2 separate regions of the Danio rerio genome follow, and region 2 is linked to region 1. A link is a contact called in public Micro-C data. All regions are on one chromosome and are shown on one strand. Each heading gives the region's core, a stretch centred on a gene start, on an enhancer-like site or on the middle of the called end of the contact. The rest is flanking DNA. Distances are from core to core; before and after follow the strand shown.

Region 1 (4,832 bases), core at 372-2,871:
GGTGAATGTCCATGAGTGGCCCAGACCCAAATCCTATTGAACATGGAGAGATCTGAAGATGGCACCGTCGCTTCCCATCCAACCTGATAGAGCTTGAGAGGTACTGCAAAGAGGAATGAGCAAAAATTCCCAAAGACAGGTGTGGACATCAAAAGTTGTGGAATAAGTGAAGCGCTATGAATACTTTCCGGATGCACTGTATATACAGTTGTCAAAATTTTAAGTGGACCAAAGCCAACTCTCATCAAAGTAATAGACTTTTTTTAATTTTTTGACTACTGTATTTCAGAGATTAGTTTGATTAAAGATTATATATATATAATCCAAATAATAATTGGCAACATTGATTTAATGGTGACTTTATACACTGTCAATTGGTCAATAGGAACTATTTTACCTTATATGCACAAATGCACATGTGTATTAATCATAAATATGCATTCCACATCTGTTTATATCCACATTTACATATATACATAACATTAAACAGGCATTAATAGGTATGGGCATTATTATCAAGGCTTAAAGAGGACAGTAGGGGAGAGGTGAATGCATTGCGCAAGTCAAGAGGAACTGTTTGTTAAATTAGATGCTGAGTTCCTGAGGGTGATTGATAATGTGTGCAGATTTTCTTAGCCAGACACACATCAGCTCTTCGAGAGCATTTGTGACTGGCTGGCAGGTGCCACAAATGCTGTGACCCACTGTGCGAACTGTATGGATTACAAGCAATGACAGGTGCGTCCATCATTAGCAACTCATAATAAACTAAACCCTCCATATTTAGACTCTCCATGAAACGACCAAGGACGTTTTCTGACGTCATGTGTCTGATGTCAGAATCTTGCAGCTTCGTTTCAGTACATTTTTTTTTAAGTTTGAGAAATTGTATAAACAATATGTAATACATTAAATGATTCTTCATTATGACTTATTAAAAAAGTGTGTGAAAATGGTTCATACAAAAATACTAAAAATAAAACAAATTACAGAAACGTTAATGCATTTTTAATTTTACTTGACGCATGGCTGCTGTGGCATAAAAGAAAATAACCATTGCATAAGTTCTGTATTGCTTCAACAATTAAGTTTGTTTTATTTTGCTGAATAACGAAGATAAAACAAATATTTTCTTTGCGTCGTAGACAATCGTGGATGGCTATTGCAAAGCGAGGCCCAAGTTAGAAACAATCTCAAGTTACTCGCTACAGCGTGGCAACAAGAAAAACAATGCATCAGCAGATCGGACACTTTGTTGCAACAATTTAACAAAAACATAGCAACAATGTTAAAATAGATTTTATCAATGTGTATTCCTTGAGACCGCTTGAAATAAGCTGGAGGTTATAAACACGGCATGCTTCGTCTTTACAGTAGCTGCGTGCTACTGATTATGCTGCTGTTTTTTTTTTTTTTTTTTCCTTTGTGGAAAAACGCAACCATCGTATAGCAAAACTCACCCGATTTAGCTTAGGTAATCAAAACAATATCCTCTTGAAAACGATGTTCTGTCATAAAACAGAAAGCGTGTATGAGACTGATGACAAGTCTAATTTACACTGACACATTTGCCGAGATGAGCTGTACCACGAACCTCTCACAACAATAACAAAAACAGAAGCATGGGTGCTTCGGAGAGAACCGCTGCATCATGGGAAATGAAGTGCCTTGACTGGTTTTGAATCATTGCTCAGACTCTCAGAAAAACTAAAATCCCCATCTGTAAGGAGGATGCTTTGAAGGTCGACGTGAGACATGAGACGTCATGGTAACAGTACAGCGATTGGATCTCTGATTGGTTTACAGTTCTCTACGCGTTCACCCATTTACTTGTTATAGGTTAAGCAAATACGTCACTCAAATTTCAGCCAATGCAAGGGATGTACGTTCAAACGCATGGCGAAAAGCAACGCGATTGCGAAACGAACTGGTATGGGAAATCTGACTCATTTCCTCGAAATGGTTCTTTTGGACAGTTCAAAACCATGATTCAGTGTCAGTTCGAATGCGTCTCGTGGCTAAAAATGTAAACCATTAAGATCAACTATTGTGTCTGGGCCAATAAAATTTAATAAAATCGAGTAAACGTCATGTTTGTAATGAATTTGTTAATAGGCTATACTTTAGCAACTTGAATATCGTCTTATGTGTCAAATATTAAATTTATATGGTAAAATTAAAGTGCACTCGTGGTACAATTCAGAAAAAGAACCACAATTCTTTTCTTAGAATCGGTCTGTTGCACACTAGTTCAAACGAATCATTAAAAAGATCCGATTCATAAAAACGTTCCTAATTTTATTCTAATTATATCTTTTAGTAAATATCCTTTATAATGTCCTTTAGTATAGTTAATGCACATACTTTTTTAATTATATTTTTTTCATATGTCACTTTTTTAGATATGTCTTCAGGGTCTTCTTTGCAATTTACAGTTTAAACTGCACTTTATTTTCCATATAGCTAGAAGTACTAGCTTGGATCAGCCAGGCATTATCTTTCATATTTGTGGTGTCCTTACATGGATGGTAAAATAAAATTGAACTTGTGGTAGTCTATAAGTGAACAACGATTCGTTTCTTAGAATCATTTCTTAGAATCATTTAAAAGAACCGATTCAGAAGAACGAGTCTTGTTAAGATTTTGTGTTAATATTGGAATGTTTATTGCTATGTCCCCGTGCCGAACTTTGATTATTTGTATATTCTCTTCTTGTTTGACCGATGTCTGCAATGATTTCAGATCTTATCCTGCTTTAATTCCTGCACCCTCAGTGACAGTTAGCATACACGCTTTGAGCTTGAGTAAACAACCCTCTACGTTTCTTGCTGACTCACAGAAACCTGATACTAGAATGCTTGGTAATGACGCTGAAAAACAGATGGTAAATGTCTATCATGCTTAAATAATTCCTTCTAAAATTTGTATCTTACTCTTAGGCTCACTTAAAATAGGTTGGCATAATTGACAGCTTCGTGCATGTAATAAAAATTTAAGGGTTAAATAAAAAGCTGTATAATATATTTAAGAAATAGTTAAGGAGAAAAGGGAGATATATAGTAGTCTTGAAAAATTAAGAGCTGAGGAGACATTTGTTTTCCAAAATATTAATTTGTTGATGTTCTTATTGTGAACACCAGATGGCAGTGTACTTTTAGGAAACATGCTATTTACGTAGACGTGGGGTTGTAGTTGCGTGTAATGCCCACTAAGGGATTAAAAAAAAAAAAAAATATATATATATATATATATATATATATATATATATATATATATATATATATATATATATATATATATATTTAGCAAAGTGTATGCCCATAAATTAAATGGGGTTTTATCATTTGTCACTCTCTTTTAGATGTGTCTTCAGAGTCCTCTATGCAATTTACAATTTAAACTCTACTTTATTTTCAATATAGCTAGGAGTAATAGCTTGAATCAGCCAGGCATGTTATCTTTCATATTTGTGGTGTGCTTAAATGGATGACTGATTATATTGCAGAAGAAGTTTCTTGAGGAATTTAGCACATATAACACTCCAGTCTCGCGGTGCTATTAGGAGGTCACAAGTCAAAGTGATATACATTCTAAATGAAGTGCTGATTTAACACGTGCATGCCTTTGATGTTAAGGATTTAGGGCTTAAGTGAACATTTCACTATTTTAAGATCTTAACGGCCCTGTCTGTTCCACTGCCTGGATATTTTGGAGTCCTAAGCTTCAAAATTATCAAGTGTTTTATCCACGGATAAGACATTACCTCTTTTTTGAGTGTGTATATTGGTATTAACCAGTTTGCACTGCAAGGGAGCCAGCTGCAACTACTGCAAACAAGATGGCCACCCTCAGCCTGTAATTGCATGCAGGCAGTAAATGAGGCAGCCCAATAAAGGTGCTGAGATTGTTTTAACAGAGTGAGCTTGGCTGAAATGCGTGGAAGGCTGCGTGAGACGCAGGCAGGAAGGGGGGATGGGCAGAGGCATGAGATTGATGGCACACAGACAGTGTGTTACCGACCTTGCTTGATGACGAGTCTCCCTCAGGCCCATGACACTCCTAACCTCGCTCCTCCTCCCATGTCAAGTGTTGCTGAGGAGATCAATGAGAAGATCTGGTGCAGGCCAGACTTATATTGGCCAGTCATTTTATCATCTGGTCAGGGATTCCTATTGCTTGTTTTATAGATAGAGCAAAACCTGAAGAATGAGTAGTGTAGAGTTTTTTTTGTGGGTATTCTATACAAATTTAGACCTTTGTAACTGGCAATAACTTGGATCTACAAAGTTTTTGAATTACTGTGAGCTGGCATATCATGTGAATTTGTTTTCTGTATTCAGTTCGAGTGGCATACAGAATTGTCATAACCTTGTGATTCTTACAGTGTAAATCCTTTATAATAAAATACTTTCTTATTTATTACTTTACACTGTGAGGTAAAGGTACCTGGAAAAAAACAAAGCGATACCATTGAAGATGTGAATATTAAAGGTTCTTCTTGGAATCATTGATGGCTATAGAGAAATGCTATTTGTGATTATACATTTTAAACTCTGCGTACCCGGTACCAGGTCCATGATGTCATTTACTTCCGCATTCTTTCAATTTTAAAGATCTGTGTACTTGCCCAATACCCCCATAAGTGGTTCTGTTCTCTTATTATTTGGAATAGAATAACTGTTGCAAAAAAAAAAAAAAATTATATATATATATATATATATATATATATATATATATATATATATATATATATATATATATATATATATTAATATCTCAAAAGTTGATCGGAGAAAGAAGTGAAAAAGGTTGAGAACCCCTGACCTAGACCA
Region 2 (4,433 bases), core at 1,321-3,820, 63 kb after region 1:
GAATTGAATTATCAAACTTTCAGTTCTTCAAATGGAGTATCCGAGAGCTAGTATTTAGCCTTTAATTCACATTTAATGCACGGTTTTGTTTCTCAAGAAATTGGCCTCGTAGGACATTCACTGCGAGGCTTTCAGTGAACCAACCTGTCTTCCAAAATCAAAGACAATAAAAAGGCCTTTGTTTACGCTATGGCCCTGTCTGGACGGAAAAGGATTCCAAGACAGCAATCTTACAGCGGCGCAGACAGTGCACTAGACACTGACCTTGAACTAACAACAATTTTAGCCATTTTCCAGAGATTTTGGAGATCTCCACTGGCTAGCTTTACGGTAAGCAAATATAATATTTTATTTGGACTTTTAAGCTGGATAATTTAAGACTGTCAGGTTGTTTAAGTCGAATATTTTTGTGACTGAATTAAGCAATTGAAATGTCATTAAGTTCCAGGAAGTAGTAACATTCTGAATCACTTGTTTAACTCTGTTTTTCTCTTGGGGGTAAAAAATGAAGTATCCTTATTAAAACTGCTCAGAACAAACTATCTGACTATACTAATATACCAATAATAACAAGTGTATTAAATAGCATTTTATTTTTTCTTAACTTGGTAGCTTAATGTCACGTCTCTGCAGCTTTTAACTTTGTGAGTGCATTTATATTTAGCACACGAAAGAACAGACATTTTTAGAAAATACCCAAAAGCGTTTAAATTTATAAGCACGGAGTGTTGCATAGCATGTTAATTAGTTACATGAATCTGGTATGGAGTACTCTAGCCGTAAAACATGCACGTGTGCCTCAGATTTGGATGTAATAATCCTTGGGCAATTTAGAAGACAACATTTGTTGTCTTTTGGTTGTTTTGAGACTTTGTTATAGCCGTTACGTCAGTGTTTATGAAAAGCTGAACAACGGATTTCCTTAGGCAGTATCATTGCATTTATAGCCTGGATAGCTCTCGACATAAATGAAGTTTCATGTGATTATTTTACTTTAGTTTTATTCGAAAGTCATCGATGCTAAGATAAATACGATGGCCTTAAATCAAAATTAGAAATACGCCCCCACACATGCACTGACACGAGCTTTAAATTGTCAGCAAACGCAAAGTTATTGTGCTAAATAAATACTCGTGCATTAAACAATGTAAAAATATAAAACTTACAGTATTAAAATTAACGAAGAAAGCAAATACAATTTGCTAAGTTATAGTAAATATGTGGCAGCATGCGCGCAAGAGTCTATATACGCAAACCCGTAAACAGATTTTTTAATTGTTTATAAAAAAAATACATAATCCAAATTTAAAATTATAAAATATATTTACATAATATATTTCTAATCTATAATTTTAAATATGACAGCTGTATCCACATCTGAAAACTCTTTTATAGTTGCTCGCATTTTATTTTCAAAATGGAGATTAAAGATGCTATAAGTCAAACAGTGTTGTTGATTTTTGCATTAACCACTTCATTTGAAAATATCAGTGTATTCATTTACTATTAATAAAGTAGGCAAACCACATAAAATATAAAGTTCTAAAAGCTTAGACTACCACTGAATTACCATTACAACAGCTTTGCGTTTGCTAAAGACCCCAATGTGAAGGAGGGTATTTAATGCAGGGTTCTCATTAGACTTGTGTCATCTTAATCTTTATTTTTGCCTGAATTACATTCTCAGATAATGTACATATGACAATGACAGGGAGTTACAGTTGATATGATCAAAATCTGCGTCTACTTTATATATTTAGAATCAAAAATCAATTAATGTGATCAAGTGAGGTATATTTGGTGCGGCACAATCACTTTAATGCCCTCTGCCAGCTTGTAAAATTCAAATAAAAGAATTGCGAGATGTGTAACAATCTACCATGAGTTTGACTGCGAGTATTTATAGGATGTATCTGTTAAAGTTGTTCATGTGAGGTGTACTAGAGCATATTATCTAAAATATAGGCTACGCTCTTAAACATTTCTTATAGAATATCATCATCTTTTACGGAGCCAATGGTTTCAACCTGCTGACCCCACTACAGTAAATATGAGTGGAGTTCAGCACTGAGCATCAGTATTTCTTTAAAACAAGCCTGTAAAAGATGAACATCACATTTTTATATGACACTGAATTCAGCCGTAATTTGTTTGAAAACAAAGTCGAAGGCAACCTCTCCTCAAAGGAAAAATAACGTTTATTTTGTAGGGAAAATATATGTATTTTTGTAATTTTTATTTTATTTATTTATTTTTTTGCTTTGCAGTAAAGATTAAACGAGGCTAGGGACACTTCTGTGTATAACAGAAAGGCGAAAGAGGATCAGTTTAGAACTTTTGAGCTCGGGGAAAAGGAAAACAAGATTTTACATTTTTAATAAGATATTTTATAGAATTTTTAAAAAGCATATAAAACACGTATTACAGAAGTTAATGTTTTGTTTTGTCTGAAAAGCACCAAGTGGGTGGTACCTTCTAGTGTTCGAGTAAGCTCCGGCACGTGACGTGGAGATGACCAATCAGGTGCACCTCCAGGTTTAACTACGTTAAATGTCAGATTGCAATAAACTAGAAGCTGTTGGTCTGGCCCGCGGAAATGGGCGAGCATAATCTTCTTAATCCTGGGTTTGTGGGACCTTTGGTAAACATCCACACTGGAGACAGGTTTTACTTCCCGAATTTTAGAGCCTCAGGGGGACAGCTGGCGGGGCTACCGTCTCTCTCGTACCCTAGAAGGGACAATGTTTGCTCTCTCCCGTGGAATCCATCGGAGTCGTGCAATGGATATCCTCAGTCTTACTTTAGCAGTCCCGTATCTATTAACCCCTCTTTTAATCGATCTTGTGAAATAACCCGACTGGAGGAAAGCAAGTGTTATTATGGCAATTCCAGCAGCACCAGAGATTCGTGTTCAGACAACAACAGTCTCAAACGAGAGGAGCGAGCAAGAGATACATCAGTATCGTCTGATCACGGGATGCACAATGGGATGGGCAACAGTGGCACCTTCTCAAAGTATGATTATGGCACCGAACATCTGACCCAAGACCCGCCATCCTGTCAGTCTTTGGAGTCCGACTCCAGTTCTTCGGTGCTAAACGAAGGAGGAAAGACTTCAGCAAGCGACCCACAAACCCTGGTATCGCAAGGAAACCACGCAAGCAATATCGCCGGTGGAGGAGGTTTGTCCCTCGCATTCAATCACAGCTGAAAAACAACAGAAGCACACAGTATTATAATTACTAGTATTTGTGCTCCAGCTAATTTATTTGCATGACAGTTCGTTAAGGCATTCACTGGCAACTCTTATGATTTTCCTGCATGGATCTTGCGTGGTTGTTTAAGGCCACTAGGGGTTGCCCTAAAATGCTCCACGTTCACCAGTTTAAGCGCTCAGTCATTTATACAACCAGTAAACACAACATCATAAAAACCAGCCATCCCGCTGCAAATGTTAGACGCTTTTTGCATAAAAAATATGTTTTTGTTGTTGATAAATGTAGTTTTTGCTAAAGCGTTGTTTTAGTGAGAGGAAGAAATGTCAGAAAAAGCAATTGCTCTGTTGACAGAAAAGAGGACCTTTGTTTTAGTGACTCGTAAACTGAATTAATATCTGTTGTGCGTGTTGCACGAAGTAATTTAATATGCCTTGAAACCGCTAAATAGGTGGGGTTCTTGCAAATATGACAATTAACGCGTTAATTTACTTTTAAGTAACAGTAAAGCATTCGGGGAGATTTTTGCTACATAAAAATGGAAGCGACACATATTCAGCATACTTTATACACTTCAGATTGTCACTAAATCGTGTCTAATTAAAAAGCATCACAAAATGCACTTATAACTTTGTATTTTAGTGCCAATAAGATGTGGAGATAAATGTATGTGTTGGCCTAGTTGTGTTTAAGGACTCTCATGAACCCGTGCTATGCCCTCTCCAGGTGCCCCGTGGTACCCGATGCACACCCGGACCCGCAAGAAACGAAAACCCTATTCCAAACTGCAACTGGCCGAGCTTGAAGGAGAATTCATGCTGAACGAGTTCATCACCAGACAGCGACGTAGAGAGCTGTCTGACAGGCTCAATCTCAGCGACCAACAGGTTAAAATTTGGTTCCAAAATCGGCGGATGAAGAAAAAGAGACTGTTGCTGAGGGAGCAGGCTTTGTCCTTCTTTTAATGAGGCACAAAATATACATTGCTTAATGGTAGCCCAACAACAGTATTTAGTTAATGGTAATCTGCCATTGGCCCATTTTACTCTGAATGTCTTGCCCCATGACGCATTCAGAAAACGCGAACAAGGGTTCAAATATAAGGGGTACGCGACCAAATGATGGCTCCAAAGGTTTGCTTATACTATGTGGTCTAGTGTTTATTTAAGTGGTTTTGTGTCCAGTAATTTTGGGCATGTATACGGTGGGAATGTTTAA

The links. A called contact is a pair of places that touch in the nucleus more often than the background predicts.
Region 2: a Micro-C map of caudal fin shows a contact between it and region 1, with 4 times the contacts expected there. The contact joins the promoter of hoxc12a here to the promoter of calcoco1a in region 1. A contact is called at or near these places in 1 of 18 Hi-C or Micro-C datasets (caudal fin) and 2 of 4 datasets of contacts at active chromatin or transcription factors (caudal fin and embryo).

The regions. Positions count from the first base shown.
Region 1 is chr23:39,102,779-39,107,610 of GRCz12tu, forward strand. calcoco1a (calcium binding and coiled-coil domain 1a) reads right to left here and starts at 1,622. Exons shown (of 15, transcript NM_001110166.1): 1 at 1,461-1,622.
Region 2 is chr23:39,165,094-39,169,526 of GRCz12tu, forward strand. hoxc12a (homeobox C12a) reads left to right here and starts at 2,571. Exons shown (of 2, transcript NM_001110759.1): 1 at 2,571-3,182; 2 at 3,942-4,255. The coding sequence starts at 2,597. The coding sequence ends at 4,180.